Linked DNA regions of Sus scrofa: all the other regions are linked to region 3. The links are chromatin contacts, called in public HiChIP or PLAC-seq and promoter capture Hi-C maps. All regions are on one chromosome and are shown on one strand. Each heading gives the region's core, a stretch centred on a gene start, on an enhancer-like site or on the middle of the called end of the contact. The rest is flanking DNA. Distances are from core to core; before and after follow the strand shown.

What was found. Promoter capture Hi-C pulls out the DNA fragments that hold promoters and counts their contacts. HiChIP or PLAC-seq counts read pairs in DNA pulled down with a chosen protein or histone mark.
Region 1: a promoter capture Hi-C map of liver shows a contact between it and region 3, with 4 times the contacts expected there. The contact joins the promoter of MFAP1 here to the promoter of CTDSPL2 in region 3. A contact is called at or near these places in 1 of 5 promoter capture datasets (liver), 1 of 47 Hi-C or Micro-C datasets (heart right ventricle) and 1 of 2 datasets of contacts at active chromatin or transcription factors (alveolar macrophages).
Region 2: an H3K27ac HiChIP or PLAC-seq map of alveolar macrophages shows a contact between it and region 3. The contact joins the promoter of SERINC4 here to the promoter of CTDSPL2 in region 3. A contact is called at or near these places in 1 of 5 promoter capture datasets (fetal skeletal muscle), 1 of 47 Hi-C or Micro-C datasets (heart right ventricle) and 1 of 2 datasets of contacts at active chromatin or transcription factors (alveolar macrophages).

The regions. Positions count from the first base shown.
Region 1 is chr1:127,739,157-127,743,324 of Sscrofa11.1, reverse strand. It overlaps MFAP1 (microfibrillar-associated protein 1), which reads right to left and starts at 1,918. Exons shown (of 9, transcript XM_001928118.5): 1 at 1,639-1,918. The coding sequence starts at 1,717. It overlaps WDR76 (WD repeat-containing protein 76), which reads left to right and starts at 1,976. Exons shown (of 15, transcript XM_021096581.1): 1 at 1,976-2,078; 2 at 3,459-3,558; 3 at 3,806-3,887. The coding sequence starts at 3,831.
Region 2 is chr1:127,757,802-127,761,992 of Sscrofa11.1, reverse strand. SERINC4 (serine incorporator 4) reads right to left here and starts at 1,619. Exons shown (of 10, transcript XM_013993067.2): 1 at 1,518-1,619; 2 at 528-706; 3 at 1-82. The coding sequence starts at 1,619.
Region 3 is chr1:127,122,916-127,127,217 of Sscrofa11.1, reverse strand. It overlaps CTDSPL2 (CTD small phosphatase-like protein 2), which reads left to right and starts at 1,471. Exons shown (of 13, transcript XM_021096524.1): 1 at 1,471-1,998.

The DNA.
Region 1 (4,168 bases), core at 669-3,168, 620 kb before region 3:
ATATTAAAGTTTGGGGGAGTTCCCATTGTGGCACAGTGGCTAACGAATCTGACTCGGAACCATGAGGTTTCAGGTTCGATCCCTGGCCTTGCTCAGTAGGTTAAGGATCCGGCATTGCCGTGAGCTGTGGTGTAGGTCGCAGACGCGGCTCAGATCCCTAGTTGCAGTGGCTGTGGCATAGGCCGGCGGCTACAGCTCCTATTGGACCCCTAGCTGGGAACCTCCATGTGCCACAGGAGTGGCCCTAGAAAAGGCAAAAAGACAAAAAAAAAAAAAAAAAAAAAAAAAAAAAAAAAAGATTTGGGATGTGTCAGAACAAACTAAATAGAAAATGGGTAATTGAAAGAGATAATTCATAGAAGACAACACCTAGAGAGATGATAAACACACAAACAAGATGCCTAGTAATCCTGGACTCAGGAAATTGCAAATTAAAATAACGTGCTATTGTTTCACACCCATTAGATCGGGCAAATAAAAAAAATCTCATACAACCAAGATTGTGGGTAATATAACAGGAAATAAAAACTTTCAATGCTCTTACAATCCACTGTGGAGAGCAAATGGCAATAGGTAGTTAATTGATGAAGAACTTCTAGGAGTCTACCCTAAAATTCTTAAGGCAGTGCACTAAAGAATGATAACTGCAGCGCTGTGTGTAAGAGGAAAAAAAGTAACAAAACAGCTAATTGTCCCTCAGCAGGGAACAAACTCCATATAATAGACCTCATAAGCAGTTAAATTAATAAGATCTCCATGTATCCAAAGGCACTTATCAAAAAACCACAGAGTTTAAGGAAAAAAAAAAAAAAAGGCAGGTTACACAAGGATAAGTACCTTATATTTAAAAAACAGGAAAGAAGTGATATTATTTTCCAAATATCTTACTGAAAAAACTCTTGACTTTTCAGTCTGACTCCCTAAACAGGTACAGTGTTGCTTCATCCATCTGCACTCACTGGAATCAAACCTATCCTTTAAAGATCAACTTGAGTACCCCAGTCTGAAGAGATTATTCAAAGCGCTTGGTTTACATCACCTATGTAACAGTATTAGGGGTGCGAAAGACTGCACACTTGCTTAGAATAGGTCTCTTTTTGCATGAATCACGTCTACTATGAGTTCCTTAAGGTTAGGGGTACTGTCTCTGTATTAAATTTAACAAATACAGTCACTGCGTTGGTTGAAAGGGATTAAAAAGTTTAATAAGAGAGGGTTCCTGCCTTGAGGAATCTATGAGTTTATGATGCAGTAGAGAGAGATGGACACATAATTACAGTAAGAGTTATAAAAGCATAAACAGATTATGGATAACAAAACTGGGATTGTATCCCGCACAACGCCTTCCAAACAGCAAGCGTTCACTTTATTTATTACTCTAGTTTATTGGTGGAGGCCAAGGGAAGAGGATGCTTGCTGTAGGAGTGAACCGACAGGCTCTAGGAACAAGATGAGGTGGAAATAGTGTGGGTGTTTTTTTCCCTTCTAGGCAACGCGATTGGATGCGAGTTTGATGGCGAAAGAAATAGGGGGCAAGGTCTTAAGGATCGCTGGGGCTGAGGTGGTGGGCCCGGGGTCGGTTTGGAATATGCTAGGGAAACAAGTAAGATCCGACTGGAAAACAGCTCAACACAGTACCTTTCTCATTGCGAACCGGGACGGCCCCAGCCGTAGACTGAATAGGCGGTTGTTTCATGAGTGCGCTTGGGACCGACATTTTGATGGCAGCGGCGGTGATTCCAAAACTTGACTGATTCCAAACTGTGAACAGGTACAACGTCAACGAACAGAAAATCCTCCGCACCAGAGGCCACTGGACACTGCTGCGTACTGATAGAAACACCACTTACGGCTGAGCTAGAAAAACAGGAAATGTACGACTAGAGGATTGTGGGATTGTGGAGGACGTCAGGGAGCCAAAGTCCGTGGAGTCTGTTACTGCGCATGCTCATAAACTCCCTGTCGACCTTAGTCTCGCGGTATTTGGACGCCACTTCTGGCGGGAAATGGCTCTCTGGACTTTGCGGTTAAGACTCTGAGGTCCGCGGAAGACCCGAATTAAAGGTTTCGCTGATTAGGTTCGTTTGAAGCCGAGGAAAATGGCAAAGTGATGAAGAAGAAACCGAGGAGTTAGAGAAGGACAGTGTGTTCAGATTGTTGAAAGCTAAGAATTAGAGTTAAATCGAAATAGAAATCCTGCTAATAGCACCTGATTTTCTCACTTGATGAGACCGAGCGGTTTGTAGTGCGATATTTTTGGGTTACGTCAGGGCAAGTGGTGCTAATTTAGACCAGTGGCAGGAAAAAAAAATCCCCTAAACGGCTTAGAACAATGCCTGAAATCCAAACACTCTTAGGCGTTTCAGTTCTTTCCTTTCTAGAGACTGCCTATTAAAACATATTCTTGGCTGGAATGGTTGTATATGAAAGTCCATAAGTAATTATTAAGCACTTGCTGTATTTACCTCGTTTAGCTCTAAGGAGTATGGAGCATTGTTAAAAGGCTTATGTCTTCCAAATACTTGAATTTTATTTAGGAAGTCTTCAAGGGCTTTTACAGTAATATCAGAAACAATCCCAATTTACTTGCTGGGCTGTGTAAAAAACATAGGCTAATTGAAAGTCAAAACACATTCAGTGTAGAAAGGATTTTATAACTGCTGTGGTGGGGAGGGAAGGGACACATGAGCAAAGTCTTGAAGTACAGAAATTGCATGGTATATATATTAGACACTATGAAAAGTTTGATTTTATCAGTAATTTTTCATTTGAGGAGTGTGAAAGTTCCTGAAGGGCTTTGAAGGATTCGTTCTAAAATTATTTCATCTGTGTTCTAAAATTGGGCTTAGGCTGGGAGAAATACAATTGAGCAAATCTCCATTAAGGAACAATGGATGACTCAAGTAAGCCATCAAAGGAGCAATTTTGAGCTGGAAAGAAAAGGACTGTAAAAATAGAGCAAATAGAAATTTGTATTATAATTTTATCAGCTTCAAAACCGTGCTATTCAGAAGGAGTAAATCTGATGGGAAGGCAGTTAGTTGTTTCTGCTCACGGACATCTAGAGAATAGAAAAAAAAGTTTGATATGACTGTAACTCTTAAATGCAGTGCCCTAAAGTCTTACATTTGGTGCTTTTGTGATACAGAAGCTATTGAGAACTTTCTCCCAGTGTTGGGGCTTTGTAAGGTCATTACTAGAATCCTAACTGGTGGGCAAAATTTAAACCAGCTTAGTTAACTTGTGGGTGAAATTAAACCAGCTTGTTATTGGCTCTTGAAAAAATATCAAAATGCTTCCTTTCCTAGGGAGAAGATAATAAGGTAGCCATAGGGCATAGTTTTCTGGTGGTGGGGTTACAAGGAACTAGGAGTCAAGGTAAAAGGCTGCATGTTGGTTTCGATTTCATTTCCTCTTTATTTCATACGACATCTAAGTGCATCTGAATCTTCTCCAAGCTCACAGTGCTAGGCAAGGTGGTTTTTCCTTAGCAGAAGTGCAGGTGTTCTTCAAAGTGAGATACTGACATCAGCAGCATCAAAATCACCTGGATCCAAGGTAAAAATGCCGATTTGGCTTCTACATTTCCCTAAAGAATTTGAGTTTGGGATGAGGCTGCCAAGCTAGCCTCCTTAAGCTACTAACGTAATGCCCCGTGCCCCCTCCCCCTCCCAATGGCTGGGATCCGAACCCGCCTGCGCCGCCCGGCTTCCCCTGCCCCGGGCCCCGCCCCTCCCCTCCCGACCCCGCCCCTCCCCTCCCGACCCCACCCATCCCCACCTCCTGCCGCAATCTTGGCGGGAAGACGCCAGCAGCTAAACTGCGGAAAGATGTTTGGACCGCGCGCGGAGGCCGAGGAGAAGGCAGGCTCCAGACAGCGGCTGCAGGTGAATGTGAGAAACGGCTTGTTGCTTTCGGGTGTGTTCCTGCCTCAGTCTTCGTGAGGGATCTGCCCGGCATAGGCCGAGGAGGACAGGAGGACTTGTCAAACTTTCCCGCTTTATGGGGCTTGTCTCAGTTTAACGGGTTTTTCTGGGGTGTTGCTCCAAAAGATAGCAGAGATGCCTGTCCTGGTTTTCCTCTATGGAAACTAGGCCTATCAGCATTGAGGAAAGTCCTTATCACTAATTCCAGAAATAGTTTCATGATGGGATCAGAAAGTGTGCAT
Region 2 (4,191 bases), core at 370-2,869, 630 kb before region 3:
ACCTGGGAAGAGATGCTCATCAGGGATGCAGAAAGCAACAGCACAGAGACCTAGCAGGAACAGCAGCTTGAGGACCCAGAAGCTGGTTAGGAGGGAAAGAGAAAACCAGACTCAGAAGAAAAGCAAAGGAGGAATGCAAAGGGAAAAGGAAAACTATAGAAAAGGGGAGAAAAGAGACAACTAAGTATAGGAGGGGAAGAATCAGTCCCATGTAAGGGACTGGAGACAGGTCCCTCACAGCCTGTGTAAAGTTCTGACTCTCAAATATCTAAATAACATCTGGACAATGTTTAGCATTGACAGAGGGCTTGTATATAGTAACCCCACTGTTATCTCCATTTTAGAAACTAGAAGCTCAAAGAGGATAAGTATGTGGCTTGTGGTCATATGGCAGGTATAGTAGAAGCAGGGACTTAACTTATTTTCTGTCTCTTTACAGTGCTATTACTCCATCTTGGAATTTCCTTTGCTCAGCTTATGTGTACTTACCTCCCCATCCTCTCCCCACCTAAAGAGTACACACAAACCTATTATGCAGCTGTGCTCGCAGGCTGGTGGGGGAGTGGAGGTGGACCAGCAGCACAGCCTGTAGCAGGTGGAAGGTGGCAGTTCCTGCACATACTCGGTACACAGCCCCAGAGCCACTGAGAACTGGGCAGTGAGAATGGCCAAACAGATGGGCACACAGCCCTGAGGGCATCTGGATCTGGAGGGAAGATACATGTGAGAAATGGCTGGGTGAATCGTTACACCTACTTCCATGAGTATGTCCACTCATTTCCCTCCATCCAAATCTTTTGTCTATCTTAGGGTTTCTCCTTTTATTCTCCCACTTACTCCACGTGCCTTGCCCCAGACTCTTTCCACTACTGTCCTTGACAATAGGAGGCAGCAGACTGCTGAGGCCCCCACATGGAGGAGAATGTAGAACAGGCGGCTACAAGGAGACTCTGTGAGAGGAGGCCACCTAGAATGCCGGCAGCAGGTACAGGAAACAGGCCCACAGCAGGACACCTGAGGGTAGAGCACGTGCAGGGCAGCAAAGCAGAGATGATTTACTGAGGAAGGGCTTACATTAATGTATGTGTGAGGTTAACCCATGAGGCTGAATTCCAAAATTTCCCCCTCCCTTCTCTTCTTTCCTTTTACTCAGGAATTCTCAGACTCTCTGGTTCCAGGCTATTTAGGATTGCCTTCCACTGACATCAAGTAGCGCTTTCATCATAAGAGCTTACCTGCTGGCTTGAGCAGAATTTCCCAAAAGCCTAAGTCACACCTGGCTTCAAACCCTTCCCTGGACCTAAACATCTGGTACCAGGAACATGGGAGGAGAGGTTTAATGATGAATGTTCTTAGAGGCAAAGAAGCATAAGGGCCCCAGAGGAAAGGAAGGCCTATCCTTATTTAAACAGCTCCCCTGGGTTTTTCTCCCCAGCTTTTTAGATTCCCCACTATTTCCTTCCAGTTTTTCAGATAGCACATGCTCTAGGGAGCTCTCTGGCCAAATATCCTCTCACCTGATAGAAGGGAGGGCTCAGTATGACGCTGCTCACTCCACTGTGTTGCTGCGCCAGGCGGGGAGAGGTGCTCGAGCTCGTGACCGCCTTTGCACCCACCATCCTTATCCCAGGGATTAGGCCCAGGTCCACCAGATGGACAGTAGATGAGAAAGGCGCTTTCCTTTGTATCAGCCCACTGGACTGTGCTGAGGCTGGTCACCCAGTTTAAGGCAGAATGGAGGGGAGGGAAAAGAACACCAACCTCCAGGATGTGGTAAATGCAAATGTCCCTGTGAAACTACTTTCTCCCCGGGGGCCTGTTCTTCTCAGATTAGGGAGTGGTTTGGTATCTGGCCTGTAGATTAGCATTCTTAATTGGTTTAGGATTAGACTTTATCCATCTGGAAGAGAATTCCTTGAGGTGTGTGGGCGGATCTAGATGAAGAGGAGGAGGACAGTCTGGAGTGATGACAGGTTAGGCTGGGACACGGCCTGTCAGAAAACAACTCTGTACAAGCCGGAAAGGAAGTCAAAGAGACAACCGGTTTCCTCGTTGAAGCTTCTAGAACCAGAGCACTAAAGAAGGTGTGGTCCAGGGGCAGCCCCGCCTCCTCTCCGGGCGGAAGTTGCGGGGCAGTTACCGGAAGTCCTCATGAGGCGGGGCCGGGCCTGAGGGGCGGCGCGGTGGGATCGAAATGGCGACCGAGGGGGATGTGGAGCTAGAATTGGAGACTGAGACCAGTGGCCCGGAGCGACCTCCCGAGAAGCCACGGAAGCACGACAGCGGTGCGGCGGACTTGGAGCGAGTCACCGATTATGCGGAGGAGAAGGAGATCCAGAGTTCCAATCTGGAGACGGTGAGGTTGGCCGGGAGCTTGTCTGGGCGGGATGAGAGGAGAAAAGGCTTTGAGGCTGTAAGTGGAAGCCCCGCTTCAGGACGTGGCCTGACCCGTGAGGTGGGAGGAAGCGAGAGGGAAGCTGAACCGTCACTGGGGCTCGCCGCTCGCAAAAAGGAGCTTTGGAGATTGGGTTGAAAGTGGATCTCGGGTGTACGGAATTGAATTAAACATAGGCCCTGGTTCCTCGGACACTCGTCGTGAATATACACCTCACCTGCTTGGCACTGGTGTTTGCAGTAACTACATCTGCCTTTTCTATAGGCCATGTCCGTAATCGGAGATAGGCGGTCCCGGGAGCAGAAAGCAAAGCAGGAGCGGTAAGTCTTACGCACGCAATCACCCTACCACCCCCTGCTTTTTCCCCCAGACGAAGGGTATAAAAAAGCCATCGTTAGGCTTTTTATACTTGGTACTGTTCTTCAACTCTAACATCAATTCCTGCAGATCTAAGATTTAGGATTTTACTCTTTTGTTAGTGGAAGGAAAAGCCTCCTAACAACGCCTGCTGCCTGCTGGACATACTCTATGGGATAGGGTGGGATGGGATGTTAAGTGAGGGGGCGGGAGTCTTTTTGTATTTTCAGTCAGCAGTATTTACCAAGTCATTTGTAAGGCACAGCCGGGAATGATCCTTTCTGGGAGTTTAAGGTGGAGGTAGGGATTGAGGACTAAAGTACATGAATATTTGCAGGGAGAAGGAACTGGCAAAAGTCACCATCAAGAAGGAAGATCTGGAGCTGATAGTGAGTAATAATGTCTAACTAGTGTGTGAACCGGGAAGGTTAGTTTGATTTGGGTTGTTTCCTGAAACAGCATGATTTGCTGCCACATTAATGCACTGGAGGAAACTTAGCTAATATTGATCCTTTTCTTGCAGATGACAGAGATGGAGATCTCTCGAGCAGCAGCAGAACGGAGTTTGAGAGAACACATGGGCAACGTGGTAGAGGCTCTTATTGCCCTGACCAACTGATTTGTGCTTTCTCAGACATACCCACTGGATTAACTTATTTCAATAAAGATGCCTTCTTTTTCTTGCAGTTTTATCATTTTGGATGAAGTGCAATGTATGTTTATATTGTATCTTATTGTGGAAAATTTACATGTTGGGGTAATGAGCGTATGTGAAGGATCAATGTAGAAGAAAGAGTACTCATGTTCAGATGCTGAATGAGGCCAGGCTCATTCATTTATCTAGTTCTCAGCAGTGTTCAAAGTACACTTAAGAGTCTCAGCAAAGTTTACTGTACCCTGTGGTGTGTGTAGCTTATGAAAAGCTGAAAGGTCAGTACCTCCTTAGGAGCCATGTGTATAGATGTCACCAATCCAGTTCATAAGCCTTTTTTTTTTGGTCTTTTTGCTATTTCTTTGGGCCGCTCCCGCGGCACATGGAGGTTCCCAGGCTAGGGGTCTAATCAGAGCTGCAGCCACCTGCCTACGCCAGAGCCACAGCAACGCGGGATCCGAGCCGCGTTTGCAACCTACACCACAGCTCACGGCAACGCCGGACCCTTAACCCACTGAGCAAGGGCAGGGACTGAACCCGCAACCTCATGGTTCCTAGTCGGATTCGTTAACCACTGCGCCACGACGGGAACTCCTACTTTATTTTTTAATTTATTTTTGTCTTTTTGCCTTTTCTAGGGCTGCAACCGTGGCATGTGGAGTTTCCCAGGCTAGGGGTCTCATCGGAGTTGTAGCTGCCAGCCTACGCCAGAGCCACAGCAATGCAGGATCTGAGCCGCGTCTGCAACCTACACCACAGCTCATGGCAACACCGGATCCTTAACCCA
Region 3 (4,302 bases), core at 222-2,721:
TGATAGCTCATTTATTTTTAGCTGAATAATATTCCATTGTATGGATGTACCACAGTTTATCTACACCTACTGAAGGACACTTTGGTTGCTCTGAATTTTGGCAATTATGAATAAAGCTGCTATAAACACTTGTGTAGACGTAAGTTTTCAACTCCTTGTAGTAATCATTTAATAATTATTTCAGTAATCGGGGGTAATTATTTAATATGCTTTTGCTTTCCATGATACACACTGGACAATCAGTAGTTATCTTCTGATTTTCAATTAGTTTTTCTGAAATCTATTATTTTGTGAACTATTTCCAGTTTTACATACTGTATACTACTGCCTCTCAAGAAATGTTGTATTCAGAGCATTCTTGTACCAGGAAGATTTAGGACTCAAGTGAATTCTGAGTTCTCACAAGATCTGTAGTATATAAGGCTTTCAGAAGACAACTCATCTGCTCCACACTTTGAAACATCAACAACCAGATTCACAAGGTTCTGTCCTTACCTCAGCCTCATCTCTTTCCACCATCCCAAGAACAGAACAACTTCCCCAAATGCTCAACGCAATCTCCTCTTTGGACTTTTCCATCTCGTTTTTCCTTGTCTAGACACTCTTCCTTTGTAACATCAACTCTTCCTTTGTAACATCAACTCTTCCTTTGTAACATCAACTCTTCCTATCTCACTTACATGTCATTTCATTAAAACGTTTCCAGACCTCCTCACTGGTACCCTTCCTTGCGCTTTTTCAATGCGTGTGAAGAACCCCTTCTTGTAATCATTTTATCACACGGTATTTAAATTGTTTTTTTGCCTTCTTCAACAATTTGCAGACTCTGGGAAGTCAGTATTTCCGTCTGCCTTGTTCACTGTTACATTCCTCTCATCTAGTATGGTCCTCAGACATTGTGGTTTTTCAATAAATATTTCTTGATTGGATAACGAGAGTGGCCTGGAGTTTTAATAGATAATGCTCTCCCAATCACCATGCTTGCTTTTCTGTCATTCCACTAGCACTGGACGCTCGGGACTGATTCATTTTCACCGCGTGAGGTTGGCTGTCCTTTGACCCAGGCCTGCAGGTATGAATTCCTTCGTTTTTACGATCTAACTTAGCACAACCACAGCCAACACGCGTGGCGTAGGTTTATACAACCCACAGCAACTGCTGTGCCTTCTAGGCAGTGAGCTGGAAAAAGGCTCTTCAGGTGCCACCGGGACGCCAGGACAGACCAAGAATTCGCCTTAACCTGGCCTCGGGCATTGCTCTCTACACACCACCTCCTCCTCCAGCGCGCCAAGCCGTTAAGTACCACCCCTTCTCACTCGGCTCCACCCACCTGGCGCACCCGGGTTACTAAACCCTAGCAGCCAGGTTGCGCTCAGCGTTCGTAAGCCCCGCCTCCAGGGCTAGGGCGCGCACCCCCTCCCCGCTCTGCCTAAGCAGTTCCGTTAGCAGTGGGAGGAAAAACCGTCTTTCGGGTCCCCGCCTCTCCACTCCCAACGCTTTATTCCCTACTCCCCCTGCGACCACTCCACAACCAGCTACGGAGGCCCCTAAAGTACAAACATCCCCCAGGCACTGGCGTAGCCTGCTAGATTTTTTCCTTGTTACTCCACTTGGTACCAAGGTCCTTTGTTCAGTTTTTGTCAGGAATTCGGGATCGCGAGTTTCTTCCGCCGGCGGGAACTCTAACGCTCTTCACGGAAGTAAAGTTGTTTTTTTGGCTCCCCCCGCCCGCTACGCCGTGGCTGCCTGCATTCCTTCCCTCCCACCTCTCGGAATTGTGGCGGGAGGGGGAGGAGGAAGTCAAGGCGCCTGCGCGGAGAGGCCGCTTTCCATCCGGGTCCCTGTCCGTGCGGTGCAGCAGGTCGGTAGGCGGGAAATGGCGACTGGCTGAAGGAGCTGGTTCTGTTGCTGCTGCGGGCTAAGGGGGAAAGACACCGCACATTGCGCAGTCGGGACCATCGCCGGAGCCTGAGGACACTTCTCTGTCGTCACAGTTAGGTAATTCCCCTCGTCCAGACGCTGCCGCGGCTTCCAACCTTAGTCCTCCTCCTCTTCCCAGGGCCGTCTGCCGGGATCTCCTCCCCTTCTCAACCTGGTTCTCCAGCGGCTCCGGCGCCTTAGTAGGCAGGCACTGTTGGCGCCTCGTACGTCCGCTGTGTGGAGCCTCTCTTCTCTGGACTTTCCCCTGGGAACAGAAAGAGAGCTCACTTCCCGCCAGCTTCAGCTCTCAGGCTGCGGCCTGTGTTGTGATTTCTGGGGTTAGATTTCACTTTCCTACCCACCCCCACCCCGATCTCACGTCCCTAGTTCCAAACCTTGTGGTCCCTCCGGGTAATTGGGTTAGATCAGCTTTTCTAACCCTGACCCACCTGATGTTTTGGGTATTTCTTTTTTTCTAGTAAGGTGTTTTTAGGGGGGCGTTGCTCTCTCTTAGTTTTTATAAGCACCTTTTAAGGATCTGGAAGAAAAGATTTCACTGAGTTCTGTTTGTCTTTTGTGCTGTTAAAATATTGAGTTGACATTGTTACTTTTTCAATCAAGAGTGCTGGTAAAGAACAGCTCATGTGGAAGGCCTCTGGTTTCTATAGTGGTCGATTAAGGGTGAATCTCATCGTCCGTAGTATTCTACGCTTTCTTTGGGTGTTAAATGCCTGTATGGGTGCTTACTTTTGCATTCTTGACTATAATTCCGGGGTAAATATATTGCATAAGTAAATTGTGTTTATTTACTTCTCACCCTAGCGGTAGCTGGATGTTTGAATGATGGTAAGCCCTTAAGAGTACCTTAGGGAAACCTACAGAGACACTGCCCGTAAACTGCACTAAGATTCTGAAATGACATGTACTTAGTAGATGTTCCTCCAAGGCAGGGATTTATCTCTCTAATGCTAATAAAGCAGTAATACCAAGATTATTGCCCAACGTAGATATACAAATTGGTAGCTTAAAAGATACTTAGCTTCGTAATTTTCAGATTGTAGATTTCTTTATATACAGTCTCCTCATTCTTTGCCAAGTTTTAAATTTTCGTTTGTTGTTCACCTGTTATCCTTATAAAAGCAAGGACATGGCTTGTTAAAGCTACTTTTATTTTTTCTTCTCTTCCACATTGCAGACCAGTTGTCCATAAAGAGAGGTAATAAGGAGGCTGTTGGTGTTTTGCAGAACTTGTTTTTCAATCTTGTTGAATTTGAGGCCCAAACTTTGTAGTTTTTTATTTTTAACTAGTCAAACTAGGTTTTAAAAATGTGGTTCGCATTACATATCATTTGATGTTTTGTAACTCAGGCTTTCTGCTCTCTAGGTTCAGTTTAAAAGACTTCCACATTGTTAGCATATTAAATTTCATTAATAAACAGATTAAATTTCATTAATAAACAGAAACATGGAAACATCAAAATAGTTGTTATTTGGTAGATTCCTTCCAAGGTCATAAAGAAAGTCAAGGCAAAATGTAGCACTTAAATGAAGCAGTCTTTTAGGATTGAGTTGAATTTCATACTTACCTTCTAAACCTAAAGAATAAAGAGTGGGAAGTGGAGGTGAGGTCATGTTGGATACTTGCTGTGCCAATTTGTTCCAAAAATAGGGCCAAATGTATGACTTAAAAGGATGTAAAATTATTGTTCTAGTGTAGGTTTTGTCTGTACTTTAATGACCTTTGGGGTAATTTATCGAGCATTAATGTTTTTAATAAAATTTGTTTTACAAATAGCTGAGTGAGCATTGTATGTAGACTGGTCTTTAAGAACTCTCATAAATTGTTTTTAATTCTTCATTCATTCAGCTCTTTTAATGCTCTTCTCAGTGTAGGTTGAAAGACAACTCACGTCACATAGTCCTTAACCTCTGTGGATTTGTAGCTGTATAGACATTACAAATAGGACTTTATAGAAAAACCAAATAGGATTGTTATGTTTTATAATATTCTACATGGTGTGTTCTTGGACATTTCATTTCCCGTTGTTAAGAAACTCAGAATTAGGTGTGTTTTGTCTTTTCCTAAATTCATCTAGCTGATCGCATGTTTGAGATTTCTGGTTGAGAGGCTTCTTCACAAGAATATTATTTAACAGAGTCCATACAATTCTGGTTAAAAAAACAAACTTTTGTTCAGAAAGGATGTTCTAGACTTGTAACTATAGGGTTAATTGAAGATTGAATGAAATGGTATTAAATTATCTCAGTCATAGATTTTTGGATTAATGCGCTAAAGAGCAAATTATTTTGTCAGAATTGGTGATAAACAAGATCTAACTAAATTTCTAATTTCCACGCTGTCGTGAAAGCATACCTTAGAAA